Linked DNA regions of Mus musculus: region 2 is linked to region 1. Evidence: chromatin contacts called from public Micro-C data. All regions are on one chromosome and are shown on one strand. Each heading gives the region's core, a stretch centred on a gene start, on an enhancer-like site or on the middle of the called end of the contact. The rest is flanking DNA. Distances are from core to core; before and after follow the strand shown. Region 1 has its middle 100 kb from the start of Gm46585. Region 2 overlaps Pde10a (phosphodiesterase 10A).

Evidence for each region. Hi-C and Micro-C count contacts between places; a contact is called where the count stands out from the background.
Region 2: a contact with region 1 is called in a Micro-C map of muscle stem cells, with 6 times the contacts expected there. The contact joins two enhancer-like sites. A contact is called at or near these places in 8 of 484 Hi-C or Micro-C datasets (bone marrow-derived macrophages, cerebral cortex, embryonic fibroblasts and 4 more), 3 of 115 datasets of contacts at active chromatin or transcription factors (acute myeloid leukemia, embryonic basal ganglia and stem cell-derived epiblast-like cells) and 3 of 9 other capture datasets (adipose tissue, embryonic stem cells and liver).

What each region holds. Positions count from the first base shown.
Region 1 is chr17:8,631,028-8,637,793 of GRCm38.p6, forward strand. It overlaps a transcript of Pde10a not described here. Among named protein-coding and RNA genes, the nearest start is that of Gm46585, 100 kb to the right of the region's middle. Within about 2 kb of position 3,719, at least 15 of the 459 cell types and tissues checked have an H3K27ac peak or open chromatin away from gene starts, as enhancers often do. A contact at or near this core is called in muscle stem cells, where this site is marked.
Region 2 is chr17:8,948,243-8,955,008 of GRCm38.p6, forward strand. Pde10a (phosphodiesterase 10A) reads left to right here. Exons shown (of 22, transcript NM_011866.2): 11 at 1,108-1,250; 12 at 3,255-3,347; 13 at 5,495-5,681. Among named protein-coding and RNA genes, the nearest start is that of 1700010I14Rik, 37 kb to the right of the region's middle. Within about 2 kb of position 3,574, at least 13 of the 459 cell types and tissues checked have an H3K27ac peak or open chromatin away from gene starts, as enhancers often do. A contact at or near this core is called in muscle stem cells, where this site is marked.

The sequences.
Region 1 (6,766 bases), core at 2,469-4,968:
CTCTGACAACCTGCTTGCCCTGTCTGAAGCTGGTTGTGTGATATCTTCCCCCTTGGTGTGTGTTTTAGGACTTAATTTTCAAGGCCGACATTCAGCCCCTTAGGGTTGTGCCTCAGGGTTAGTGTCACTGTGGTGGAACACCAAGACCAAAAGCACCTTGAGGAAGAAAGGGTTAGCTTGGCTAACATTTCCACATCACTGTTCAACATTTAAAGGAAGTTAGGGCAGGAACTGAAGCAGGGCAGGAACCTGGAGGCAGGAGCTGACACAGAGGCCATGGAGGGGTGCTGCTTACTGGTTGGATGAGACATTAGAACAGGTACTGGCTTGCTCCCAGAGCAGAAAGCGCAGGGCAGGCAGTGTCTTCTGGGTCCATGCTCCAGGTCTCTGTTGAGGCTGCTCATCTTCTCCCCATCTTCCTGGTTGAGGTTCTTCTTAGCCTGACTGCTCAAAGTGTTGCAGAAATTCCAGACTCACGGAGCAAGTCTGGAGTGGGATGTGGCTTCCCTCTTCCTTTATATCTTTCTCCGGGGGCTGGGGTGGGGGTTGGAAGAGTGTTTGGCACCAGGACAGGAACCACATGGGCAATTGGATGTTTGAGCACCTTGTGGATGCCCTGCAAATAAGGAACCAACTATCTCTGCCCTCCCTTCCTGTCCTCCTACCCTCTCCCTGCTCTCCCCCTGCCCCCTCCCCCTGCTCTTCCCCTGCTGTCCCCCTGCCCCCCCTGCTGTCCCCCTGCCCTCTCCCTGCTCTTCCCCTGCCCCTCCCCCTGCTCTTCCCCTGCTGTCCCCCTGCCCTCCCCTGCTGTCCCCTGCCCTCTCCTCCTCTCTCCTCCTCTCCCCTGCTTTCCCCTGCCCTCCCCCTGCTCTCCCCTGCCCTCCCTTGCTCATTCTCTGCCCTTTCTCTGCCCCCCTCCCTCCCTCTGTCCTCTCCCTCTGTCCTTTCCCACTGTCCCCCTGCTCTCCCCTGCTCTCCCCCTGCGCTCCTGCTCTCTCCCCTGCCCTCCTCCTGCTTCCCCTGCCCTTCCCAGCCCTCCCCTTGCCCTCCTCCTCCCCTTCCCTCCCCTGCTCTCCCCTGCCCTCCTGCCCTGCTCTTGCCCTTCTTCTGAAAACAGGTCTGAGTTTTACTCATTAAATTGTGACAGTGTTCTCTGAGTGCTGGGTGCTCTGAGTCCCCATGTCACCCTCACACCTCACCTGAACTGTGCTGTACCCTGTTTCATAGAGGAGGAAAGGAAGGTCCAAGCTCTCCTCTGGGGGAAGGAAGAACTATAGTTAGGGTTCACAGCTTCCAAACCTCTGAGATCCCTCTTCATCTCCCACATCCAGAGATGCGAAAATGCTCTTCCAGGGACCCTGCCTGCGCTGAACCATGGCATCAGACACCACAGTTACCATGGACTGGGAGAAGGGAAGGGGGAATCTATAAATTGGTCTGCATTTCTCTGGAGCTGGTGGAAATGTCTAGCATTGGAAAGTGGTAGTTGCACCGTCTTGCAGAGTTACTGAGAACTGCCAGATTGCACGTATCAAAGGGTTAAATGTCATGGGATATGAGCTACATCTCAGTTAAAAAACTGGAAAATGGGATGTCAAAAAGAACACAAGCTGTCTCGCATAAAGAATAACAACGGTTAAAAAAAAATACTCTTAGAAAACCCGAGTTTGTATTCCCCATTTCCGGGCTTAATTTCATTCTGGCCAAAAGGCATTCGGTTAGTGTGGGCTTCTCCTCGGTGACTATAGGAAATGACAAATGGCGTGGTATGATTTTAAAGTGAAATGTTATTCTCCCAAAGGGCTTGAGGGAGGTTGTAAATTGTGGGAAGAGAACAGAATTGCTCTCTGATGTTGCTGTAGCCCTGCAATTACAGTGGGCGCAGCTACTGCCCAGCTCGTGGGCAGAGGGTGGCTGGTATGTTTGCCAAATCTTTAGCCTCTCATTTCTCCATGAGTTGTGGGTAAAGCATTGCTCTTAAACATGAGGCAAATGTAAGGTGCACAGAACAGGTGGGACACTCAGAGGAATCCGAGGTCTCTCTAGTTAATGTCGTTCCCCATTAGGGCCGCACCCACATCCTCCATCTCTTTACATGGAAATAAAGTCTGACAGCTGGGGTTTATGTACATCGCCCAAGAGAAGACATGGGCAAGAGAGTTTAAACACAGAACCAATATCAAGTGTGGTACCTCGAGGGAAGGAATGTTTGAAAGAAAAATAATCAGTAAGAGGAATAAAAACGAAATGGTTGCATTTTGCTGGCCACGTGACGTGGGTTGCGCCAGCAGTAGTGTCTGGGCAGCAGATGGGATATACAGATGCGATACCTCAGGAGGGTCAAGCCTCGCCCTTCTTTATTGGGCCGTATCTCTCCAGTCACTAGTTTTCCTGTGTGGAGTTTGTGTCACCCTCAGGCTTTGGAGGAGTTGGGAAAGGAGTGTCCGTGGTCTCAGATTCCTCAGACCATTGCCTCCCCCAAACACCGCTAAAACACGGTGTTTCTGAGGACCAAACAGATGGCAGCATCTTGGTTCTCGCCTGGGCCGGTGGTGTCAGTGACGACACACCCACGTGGACGGTAACCTGTACACAAGCTGGCATTGACTTAAAGTTAATCCCAGAGTGTTAAAAATGTCAGAGTGTCCAGAAGTGGGAACAAAGCCTGCAGGGCAGAGCGGCAGAGCATCTACTGGCTGCCATGGAGACCCCACTCCTCCCTCCTGGGATCTGAGAATTGCTGAGGAAGACAAATGTCATCTCAGACAGGTCAGTGCACCACAAGAGGGGCAGGGTCAGTGCTGACTAGCCGTGCATAGAGGGCTGCTTGAGATGTGTCTGAGAGTATTTAAACGGCTTCTGTGTAAAAGGCTTAGTCTGTGACGTGTTTGCCTGTCAATCACGAACGAGAACATGAGTCTGGTCACTGAGGACCCAGGAGGAAGTAGCTGGGTGTGGTGCTACACACATGAAATCCTGCCAGAGTTTCAGGCTAATGAGAGACATGGCCTCAAAAAATCAAAGTAAATAGTACCTGAGGAATGAGAGCTGAGGTTGTTTTCTGCTGTGTATGAGTATGCACACACACACATACACACACACACACACACACACACACACACTCACATACACAGAGGCACCTATATATGAAAGCATATATATGTATGCATATACATACATGCATACACAGACATGGGCACTTGTACACACAAACATGACACATAGATACATACACGTACTTGCATGCACACACATGGGCACTTGTACATACAAATATGCATACATATACACATATACATGTACATATACATACATACATGTACACAGATGGGCACTTGCATACACAAACATGACATACATATACATACACATACATGTATACATACATATGAGCACTTGTACATACAAACATGCATACACAGACATATACATATACATTTACATACACACATGTATGCATGCACACAGATGGGCACTTACATGCACTAACATGCATGCATATGCAATAAATAAAAATCAGAATGACTTCTATGTTGGGCTACGCCTGAGCAGGGAGTGGCCTCTGGGTCCTTGGATGACCTACAGTGCTCTCCAGTCCAGGAACCTCAGCAGCAAGAGCAACAATAGCCACAGAAATGCAGCCAGCACCTCATAGGGGCCAAGTGGTGACGGAGCGGATGTGGCGGCAGTGTGACAAGATGGGCACTTCCCCTAATAGAGAGGAGGCCACAACTGCTGTGATGGGGCAGTGTGACCAGCTGTGGGGAAGGCTTGAGTCAGGCTGAGCAATATGAAATAGCTCAGGATGGACTGATTTGACTCCACCAGTATTTATTTCTGACCATATTGAGCAGCCAAAAGGAAGGGTTATTTTTTGCTATTGAAAGTTGTATTGTGGGGCCATCGAGTCGCCCTTGTCAATGGAAGTCGTCCTGTCTCTATTTCCTCTAGGCTTGATGCTGCCCTGCCTTTCTTCTACTGTGTTTGCCCCACTCCACCCTATGGAATCTCTCTTCCCCCTCCTGGGTGCTGTTCTCTGCTCAGGCCATTCTTCTGGGTGGGCACTGCCTCCAAGGGGCTCTGATCTCCAGCCCCCAGCCAGAGTGGCTGGCTGGTGACCTTCTGTCCAAGGACAAGGACAGCAATGGCATCACCTTCACTACAATGTGGCCACAGCGTGCAAGGTCTGGATACCCAGGAAGGCTTTTGGACTGGGGCCCCCAAGTGGGGAGCAGCTAAGGATGATGACACCCTCCCAGCCTGCTCCAGAGCATTTGGGGGAGGATCTGAGCCAAGAGCCAAGACAAAGAGCAGCCCCAGTCCTCATATCATTTGATATTGTTGGAAGCAAATGGAGGATGCCGGCCATCAGCAGGTAGTGCTGCCGTGCCTGATGTCCACCAGGTAGCACCAGAACCTTGGGTCCTGGGCAGACTTTGGGCTAATGGACACCCGGTTTGTTCTTGTTCCATGTTGGGCCACCTTGCCTCCTGTATGTACTGTCCCTAGGATAAAGCCCCCTGCCTACAATATACAGACAGATACATTATAGGGCCCTCTGCTGAATTAGTTGGCTCTGATGGCCAGCAGAGTTGCTAGGCACACAGGCCCTCTATGTCCCCAGACTTACTGGTCAAATGGAATCCTAAAGAGTATGAATGCCACCTGGCCCTTATGTTTAGGGGCAAGAAGCTGGTTGGTACCTTGAGCCATGTGTGGGGACATTAACTAGATACAGAGGGAAGAGGGAGTTTCCTTGACTCCTTGCAGTACCCTGGGTCACCAGGCCCCCAGAGCTTCCCTTTCCTTTATCCAGGTGGCAGCATAGTCCCTCCCCACATGGGGACCTCAGGGGACTTTGAATAAAGTTTGGCCTAGTGGATCACTGTCTGGGCTCACCATTCAGCAAAGACACCAAGCCTTACACAATAAACAGACATTGTCTCAGGTTTCTTCAAAGATAACTTGAATTTTGTTGCTTAACATCCTGGGGATTGAAACCCAAAACTGTGGTGATAGCAACAGAACGTCGACTGGAGGTTCTGTGAACCTCGACTGGAGGTACTGAGCCTAAAGAGAGAGGACATGATTCATGATTGCAAAGCAGCGACTGAGCACACTTGCTGGGGTGTGCTGCAGGATTAAGTAACAGGTTAGGGCCAAGTCAGGAATTGTGCCCGTGGTGACTGGCAGGCAGCTGCACAGTCTGAAGCCACAAGTGGACAGCACAGGCTATGCCTAGTCCTTCCCACCTCAGAGGTAAGTGCTCTGCAGAAAGAAAGATGGCCAGAAGACATAAAGAGCACAGATAGTTGTCACAATCACATCTCCAATAGCCCAGTCTGGAGATCCCAGAACAGCCCCTTACATGTGGGACCTGCCCCACCTCAATTAGGCGATGCACCTGAGTGGCTGCTGGTGGCCTTCGTTGCTATCCCTTCCTATTTCTTGGCTGTGGCTGTCGAAGTTGGGGGTTAGAAGATGTCTGGAGGGATGGTGGGGCAGCAGAGATCAGGAAAGGCAGATTTGGAGCCTGGGCTGGGGCCAGAGAAGCAGGCTCCTCCCACCAACCAGGCTCCCCCCACCAACCAGCCTCCTCCCACAAACCCAGTGCCAATACAGTCCAGCAAGAAAAGCCACCAACACAGCCTTTATAAGGGAACTGAGGATACTAAATCCACTTCCATAAACAGTCACAAGTGTGGGCTAATGAAGGGTGCCTTTGCACCAGGATTCTGTCCTCTGTCAGGCTAGGAGGTTGAGCCAGGCCAGCCGCTTGGCTCTGTCCTCTCAAGTCTTCTTTGCTCACTTGCGACTGATGTACCATTCAGGATGACAGGTGCTTGCACTGTAAGGCCAGTTTCAGAGATTCGTCAGAAGCACAGACACCAACGCTCGCACACGCGCAGCAGCTTGCTTGAGCTCCCACGTTTTCAGTTCACCGAGGTCTCCTAGCTTCCTGTTGTCCTAGCACTGCCGTCGGTCCTTTCTCTTGTTTTGTTTCAGCTGCTTGCTTGTGTCTTAAGTGAAGCAACCAAATGGGGGCACCTTGGCAAGTGGGGGGAAGGGCTGTTCTGAGGCAAGCAAGAAGGATGCAGTAAATAATGTCAGCCAGTCTGGGCAGGGCCAGATAGAGGGCCAAAGGAGGTCATTTTAGTGAGAAAATGATTTCTACAAAATCGGAGAAGCCAGAAACTGATACCAAGTGCTCAGGTATAGATAAGATGCCATCGTGTATATAACCTGTTCTTCTGGCTTAACTCCCTAGCGATGGGGCAGCAATGAGTTGAAATCAAGAACCCTGTGGCTGTTGGCTTAGAGTCCTTTGGGTATATGCCGGGCTGAGCCACATGGTGGCTCTAGTTTTAATTTTTTGAGGAAGCTCTGTTCTGATTTTTCACAGTGGGTGCAATAGTTTACACCCACCACCAACAGTGCATAAAAGTCCCCCCATCCTACCCAACATTTGTTGTCTTTTTGGTGACAGCCATTCTGACTAGGGGGAGCTGGTACTCAGTGTACCTTTAATTTCCATCCCCTCCCCTCCCCTTCCCCCTCCCCCACGGGCTTTCACAAGAGCGTCTTCCCTTAATGTGTGCCCCAGGGACTGCAGATAAATCATATGGATTTCTTAGGTTACTAAAGAATGATCCCACCTCCTCACCCCGCCCCGCCCCCCGTGCTTTGGGATACTTGTCCACAAGAAACGTACTAATTTTCTGTTTATATTTCACACCAAATCTCATTCAGTAAATTGCAGAGGGCT
Region 2 (6,766 bases), core at 2,324-4,823, 320 kb after region 1:
ATGGTTTTCAACACACACATCTGGTGGCTCACAACTGTCTGTGACCCCAGCTCAAAGGGATCCAGCATTCTTCCGGCCTCAGTGGTCACTCTGATGCCTCAGCGGTCACTCTCATATGTGTGCACAGACTAACACTCACGGATCCTTAAAGGGGAAATAGATAGAAACAGACCTGTAATTCTTCTTAGCTGGGATAAACGTAGTGACACACCTACTTGCCTTGGGTGTTTTTGAAGCCACTCTGTAGGTGGAGAGTGGACTGCCAGTAAAAATAATTGGAACAAGTGAGGCACACTAGCCAGCCTGGCCTCCCTCACAAGAGCAGTGTCTATTTAGGACTCAGCCTAGGCGTGCTTGGCAGTGCTCTTGCGACCTCGACCGAATGACACCCTCAGCTCTTAGACCAAGCTTTGCGTGGTTTCTCAACCTCAAGGGCCCTGCCTGCCAGTGTCCCGAGACTCTGATCTCTACGGGCCCGTCTTCCACTACTAAAGCCTGAGGTAGGAAAGGCTGAGAGGCAAGAAGAGGAGAGGAGCTTTCCTGCTCTTGAGCTTGGAGAGCCATCGCTTTGTGCTGGCCAGCCCCTGTCTCATGCGTTTAATGTTTAGTCAATGGCTCACTGTGTAGCCCTGGCTGGGCCAGAAACCAGAGCTCCATCTGCCCCTGCCTTCAGAATGTGGAGATTAAAGGCGTGGAGAATCTCATATCTCTTATAGTCACTGTTCACAGACATCCAGCAGGCTGAGTGGGTGTTGGCCACGGCTGATAGACAAATCAGGGCGCCAGGAGCATCCTGATAGGCAAAGGAGCTCAGAGCGCTTGAGGATTCTCAGGAAGGGAGGCCGCTAGCTGGTCGGCAGCTCCTAGGAAGTGCTCTAGTATTTCAAGATGAGCAGGGACATGGGTGCTCATGAAGTGTCCTAGGTGCCATATGCTGGGATCAGCACGTAGACAGACGTACACGTGAATTCCACTGTGCTTCATAATCCGTGTACCCTATTCACAGTCCTGATTGCCTCCCCAGTACAGAGTATGTGTCTACACTAAGGCTCCCCATACCCATCTTCAGTTCCCCACTGGCTGACTCTGGTTTCTCACCCGCCTCAGATATATGCAAAAAATCTAGTGAACGCCGACCGCTGCGCGCTCTTCCAGGTGGACCACAAGAACAAGGAGCTGTACTCGGACCTGTTTGACATTGGGGAGGAGAAGGAGGGGAAGCCCATCTTCAAGAAGACCAAGGAGATCAGGTACAGCTAGAGCGACCTTCCTGGCTCCGATGCACCTCTCTGTGCCGATTCACAGGTGCGCTGACAACACTTGTCATACTGTGGTACCACTCCCACCAGGACCCGCCTCCTGAAGGTAGTGCTTCTGGGAATGGCATTGCAGCGCCAGCGAAACAGCGCCTACTGTCACTCCTGGAAACGCCGTCTTCCAGAGGCGGTCCTTTGGGAAATCATGTTGGAAAAACTTACTAGTGCTCCCAGGTAGGTAAAGGTCGCCCTGGCAACAGCAGGCAGGCAGGTTCCTGTGTCTAGGAGCAGGGTGAATTTAACCAACTTAGCCCCTGCTCCTCTCCAACCCACGAAGACTAAAGGCCCAGAGGAAAGGAAATTGATGGGCTTGAACACCTGAATTCAGGGCCTGGCCATAGGCTGAAGTGGCTACCCCTTCTGCTGCATTTAAAAAGGAAGGCCCTCTTTGCACCTTAAGTGGCAGCTGCTGTCATTGAAACGGGCAGATGACCCTTCCTTGTTGGTGACGTCCTGGTGCCTCAGTCTTGACACAACCTGGAACCTGCAAGGAGCACTAAAAGGTGGAGGAGTTAAGAGTCATGTGCACAAGTCAGGTCCCTTTCAATGGTGGCCTCTTCTTGCTTTCTGTCCATCTGAGCCTTCCAATCACCACTATAAAACTCTCTATCGAGACACCGCAACACTTAATTACTGCGTTTTCCACTGGGCTACTTTGTCGTGTTGGGGAACTAATGACATGGGACAAAGTGAGCAGCCACCAGCTGTCAGCACTCGGCCCTGGCACTTCGAGCTATTTCTAGGTTGACTGATCCCGGGTTACATAGTCATATAATGCTGATGTGGGGGCACTCTGGGAGTCTGTGGGGCATCTTACATTTTGCTCACTTACTGGTTTGGTTATATTCTGGATTTGCCAGTCTGGTCATGGTCACCTGGTTAAACTGGTTTCTCATGCTTAATTTGGGGCTCACACTGGCTGGTGTTGGGCCTAACTGTGGAGCTATTAGCTCTTTTTTTTTTTTTTTAACAAGTACAGGAACAGGAGTGGAGAGAACCAGGCTGTCTGGCTCTGTGAGAACTAGTTGAGGCTGGCCTCCAGCACTCTGACTTGTGCTCTCCATGGGTAGAGAAAGAGCAACCAAGAGCTCAGGGAAAGTCCCCATGCCAGGGCTCTCAGAGCAAGTTAGACAAGTGCATGTCATGAGTAGACTCTGGCATGGCTTGTGATGTCTAATTTGTGCTCCTTAAAGCAGGAGAAAACAAGGAGGCTGGTGACTTTGCACTTCATGCAGGGTCTGTCCTTTGGGGGGATATTTTCATTCTGTCTTGGGTCAGTGCCCTCTCGAGTTTCTGAAAAAAAAAAAAATAGAGTGAGTTGTTGATGTGGTTTTTTTATTTAGCTAAATTTTGAAATAAGCACATTATGATTCTAACACAGTAACATGACAAATATTTATCAGCGGGATGCTTTATTGCAAAAGTATAACTAAGTACAATCAGTTCCTATGTATAGTCTGGTTGTTTTTAAAACAAGCATATTAGAGGCATGAAAACACCTTTGTCCTGTTTCTGTGTAGTGCACGGATCACAGACAACAGGGCAACAGAGCTGGGCTGTCTGCGCTCGAGGGAATGAGCCCAGCACAGTGAGAAGTCCACTACAGAGATGTGCACGCTGTAATTAGTGAGAAGATTTGCTGCCGTTGTTAGGCGGCGCTAGGCCTAGGCTGCAAAGTTTTCAGTTTCAGTTTATGGTCGCACGGTCTCAAGTTACTATGCGTTACATCTTAAGACAGTGTTCTGAGTGATCACTGCAGGGTAATTTTCTGCCTTTCTTGTACATATTTCATAAGGTTATTTAGGATACATAAATGGAAAATTAATTTCCTAATTAAAAAGAGGCTCAATTCAACTATCGGATGCTAATGACATACCTCAGAGCTCTTTTACAACAAGACCGAGTAATCACCACTGCCCTCCCTTTTTGTTTCTGCAGATTTTCCATTGAGAAAGGGATTGCTGGTCAAGTGGCAAGAACAGGCGAAGTCTTGAACATTCCCGATGCCTACGCGGACCCTCGCTTTAACAGGTGAGTGCGGCCCTTGTCCTTTCTCCTTTGAGGTTCCACTGGGCGGAAGCCTCTCTGAAGGAGTCTTGGTTCACGCTGCCCCAGTCGGTTATCAGTGGTCAGTGTCCTCAGACACTTTCAGAATGATGGCTGGAGGCTATTTGTAGGCCAGCCTTCCATGCTGGGGCTCCACAGGGTGTCAAGTGTCAACTGACAGCTGTGGGCTTCTGGGGCTGGGGCTGTGATGTCATGATTTCATCCCATTGTTCTCTGTCTCTGCCTGCTCTACAGCTGCCACACAGGGATATGGAATTGGTTTTTTGGTTGTCATGTCCAGTTTTGAACTAAGGCCCTGTCATTTATCCACTATAGATGGAACTGGGGTCAGTTATTTGATTTCTTTATGCCGTAGTTTCATCTTCTTCTAAATGGTATGAGATTGCCCACTTGTAATCATTTCTTGGGACTACAGATAATTTTCCTAAGAGCTCTGGAAGCCTTGCTGCACACAAATTAGGAACCGAGCTAGCCGCATAGCTGGGATATTGCTAGAGTGTAGTATTAAGATGGGCATTAAGAATTTTTCATTCACGTGAGACTCTGGAGAACTCGAAATCAAAGAATAAGTTTTATTCAGTTCTTTGAAGTTAGAAGTCACAAGGTAGATGGTGAGGCTGTTACAGCAATATTTCAGATACACAATAACAGTGTTTAGATGATACATCCGATTTACTTTAAAAGCAGTATAATCAGCTGGCGGCATTTCCTGTGATTAATGATAGGGTGTCAGAGAATGTAAGACTCATATAGAAACATAGCTGTATTAATATTTTACCAACAAAGAATACTATTCTCAAAGAATACTAATAACCTTAGGTTTCCCCCAAGCAAGCTTGCTTGTCCTTAGACTGCCTAAATATTGAAATCAATTGTCATCATTTAAAGTCCTTATGGAAAATTTATGAGTCAGACTATTGAGAAAATCAAAAATGCAGTCAATGGATTGAGGTGTTTGTGAGGGGGGGTGGGGGATACTGACGGGCAAAGCATGTGATGCCACTGTCTGTATATCTAGGCTATACAAGGCAGCCCCATACAGGACAGAGCATGTAGGCTGCTTCACCACAAACGATGCACTTACAGCCACTCAACAACACATGGAGAATAAACAGGTCACCTTCTGGTGTGTACCAGGCAAGCAGCTGAGATCTTAAGATTGGCATCGGGGTGGAAAAGGCAGAGATGGTGGCATGAGCTTTTGCTTTGCTGGTGGCAGCAGATGATAAGGCAGCCTCTTGGGAAAACAGAGGTACAGCTTTGACCATGAGCGATCCACTAGTCTGCCCTCCTCCTACATAGGTGCTCCAAGGGAAATGAAATCATTTGTCCAAAGACTCAGCTATAACCACCCCCCCCCCACCCCCAACAGCCTTACTTGAAACAGCCAGTAACTAGCTATTAACAATGATGCTGACCACTAAGTGGAGTGTGGATAAGTGAAATGTGCCTTTGGTAGAGACGACAGCCCAGCAGCAAGGGCCAGATGGTTCTTGGATAGCATGGGTAAGCAGGAGAAGCCAGGCCCCGGGGGACTGAAGCACAGCCACCACGTTGGGTCTGTGCCTGACTCTGGGAAACTCAGCCTTGTTTTCGGAGACCATCTCCTCAGGTCAGGGATCAGCAAACCCTCTGCTCTGAAGGACATCATAAGGAGGAGTTTTACGTCGGGAGCCCAGCTCTCTGCTCACGTAGAGCGTCCACAGATGAAGGTAGCCTTGTCCTGCAAGGATGATAACTGTAGTTGCCGATACCTGCTCTAGATTTTAATGTAAATATCCTCACTTAAAATGCTTTAGCAAGTTACCAGTCTCAAAGCTCTGACCAAATTCAAAGGAAGATACTGTCTACCAAACTTCCCCCAGATCACCGACCCTGGCCAGGAGCCTCCAGGAGAGACTGCCCTAGAAAGAAACACAATCAAACAAGCCTAAATATTTGTGAAATTTTTTAATAAGACACTCATTTTTACACCACCTCAAATCCCCAACTCCACTCTAGCCGTTGGTAACACATGCACACCAGCTACATAGCAATGCCAGGATTGTTGGAATGTGTTGTCTGTCACCCTTCCCTGCTGGCTAATGGGGCTATCCCTTTCACTTCCACAGGGAGGTGGACCTGTACACAGGCTACACCACGAGGAACATTCTGTGTATGCCCATAGTGAGCCGAGGCAGCGTGATTGGCGTGGTGCAGATGGTGAACAAGATCAGCGGTAGCGCCTTCTCCAAGACAGACGAGAACAACTTCAAGATGTTTGCTGTCTTCTGCGCACTGGCCTTGCACTGTGCTAACGTAAGTGTGACTCTGGACTCACGTGACTTTGAGCTCCGGCTATTTTTTTTTCTTGTCTTTCTTTTTTCATTTCTATTTCCTCTGTGAACTATGTTCAGGAAGTCCTGCTTGCGCCTACTTTACGAAGTATCTTACAGAGCCTGTAAAGAAAACTAACTCCCAAGAGTTTGAGTGTAGTTCAAGATATGAGTTTGTCCCAAAAGAATTGTTCATGTACTATGAAATGGCAGCACTGGGGTTGTATCTCCTGTCTTCTGGAAAAGGGGACCTGTTGTCTGCTGTTTGTCATAGGCGGTACATTAGGGAGTCCCTGCAGGGTACCAGCAGCAACTTGTGTCTCCCCAGTGGCTAGGAAAGTTCTGCCTGTAAGGAAAATGTGTGCGTGCGTTCCGTTTAATGTCTGTGTGTGAACATCACGAATGACAACATCTAGTCCTCTTGGGCCACTTCGTTCTGTGCCTGAGGAATAAAGCAAGGCTCAGTTTATACCTAAAATTTAGCATCTGTTTTCTATGTTGCTCTATTTTAAATGGGTTGGACATGTAGGGATTCATAAACTAATAATCCTGTAGAGGTATTGTGGTTCTGCAATTAAGGGAATTTTAGGACTCTGAGCAAAGTACCCTGTCGTACACCAGTGGGAGTTACCACTTTAGTGACTTAGATTATTTTGGGGGAATCCCACATCACCCACCCATGCTGATCTCCCAAAGCAGCAGGTCCTGTGTGCCTCCACAGCCCAGTACAGTTCACACCCTCTGCTCCCAGGACAGGGCCACCTTGCCTTCAAGGGGCATGAGGGAATGTCCTCACTAATGCACCCAGAGTGGCTGCAAGCTCTCTGTGAACTTCATCTTGACTTTATTGCTGAAGTGCTTCTCCTCACTAAAACCTTATGTAAAACAATCATTTTGCTTTTGAAGTTTTTTTTTTTTTCTTCAACTCTGAAAGTGCAAGAGAAGGTCTGAAACTGCATCTCTTCTCCTCACCTTGGCCGCCTAGGCTTGGACCACGGTGTTAGAAAGGAGAGCACGTATGGATGTCCTTCAGAGCATCCTCATAGACCAAATGGAGAGGCTATAGCT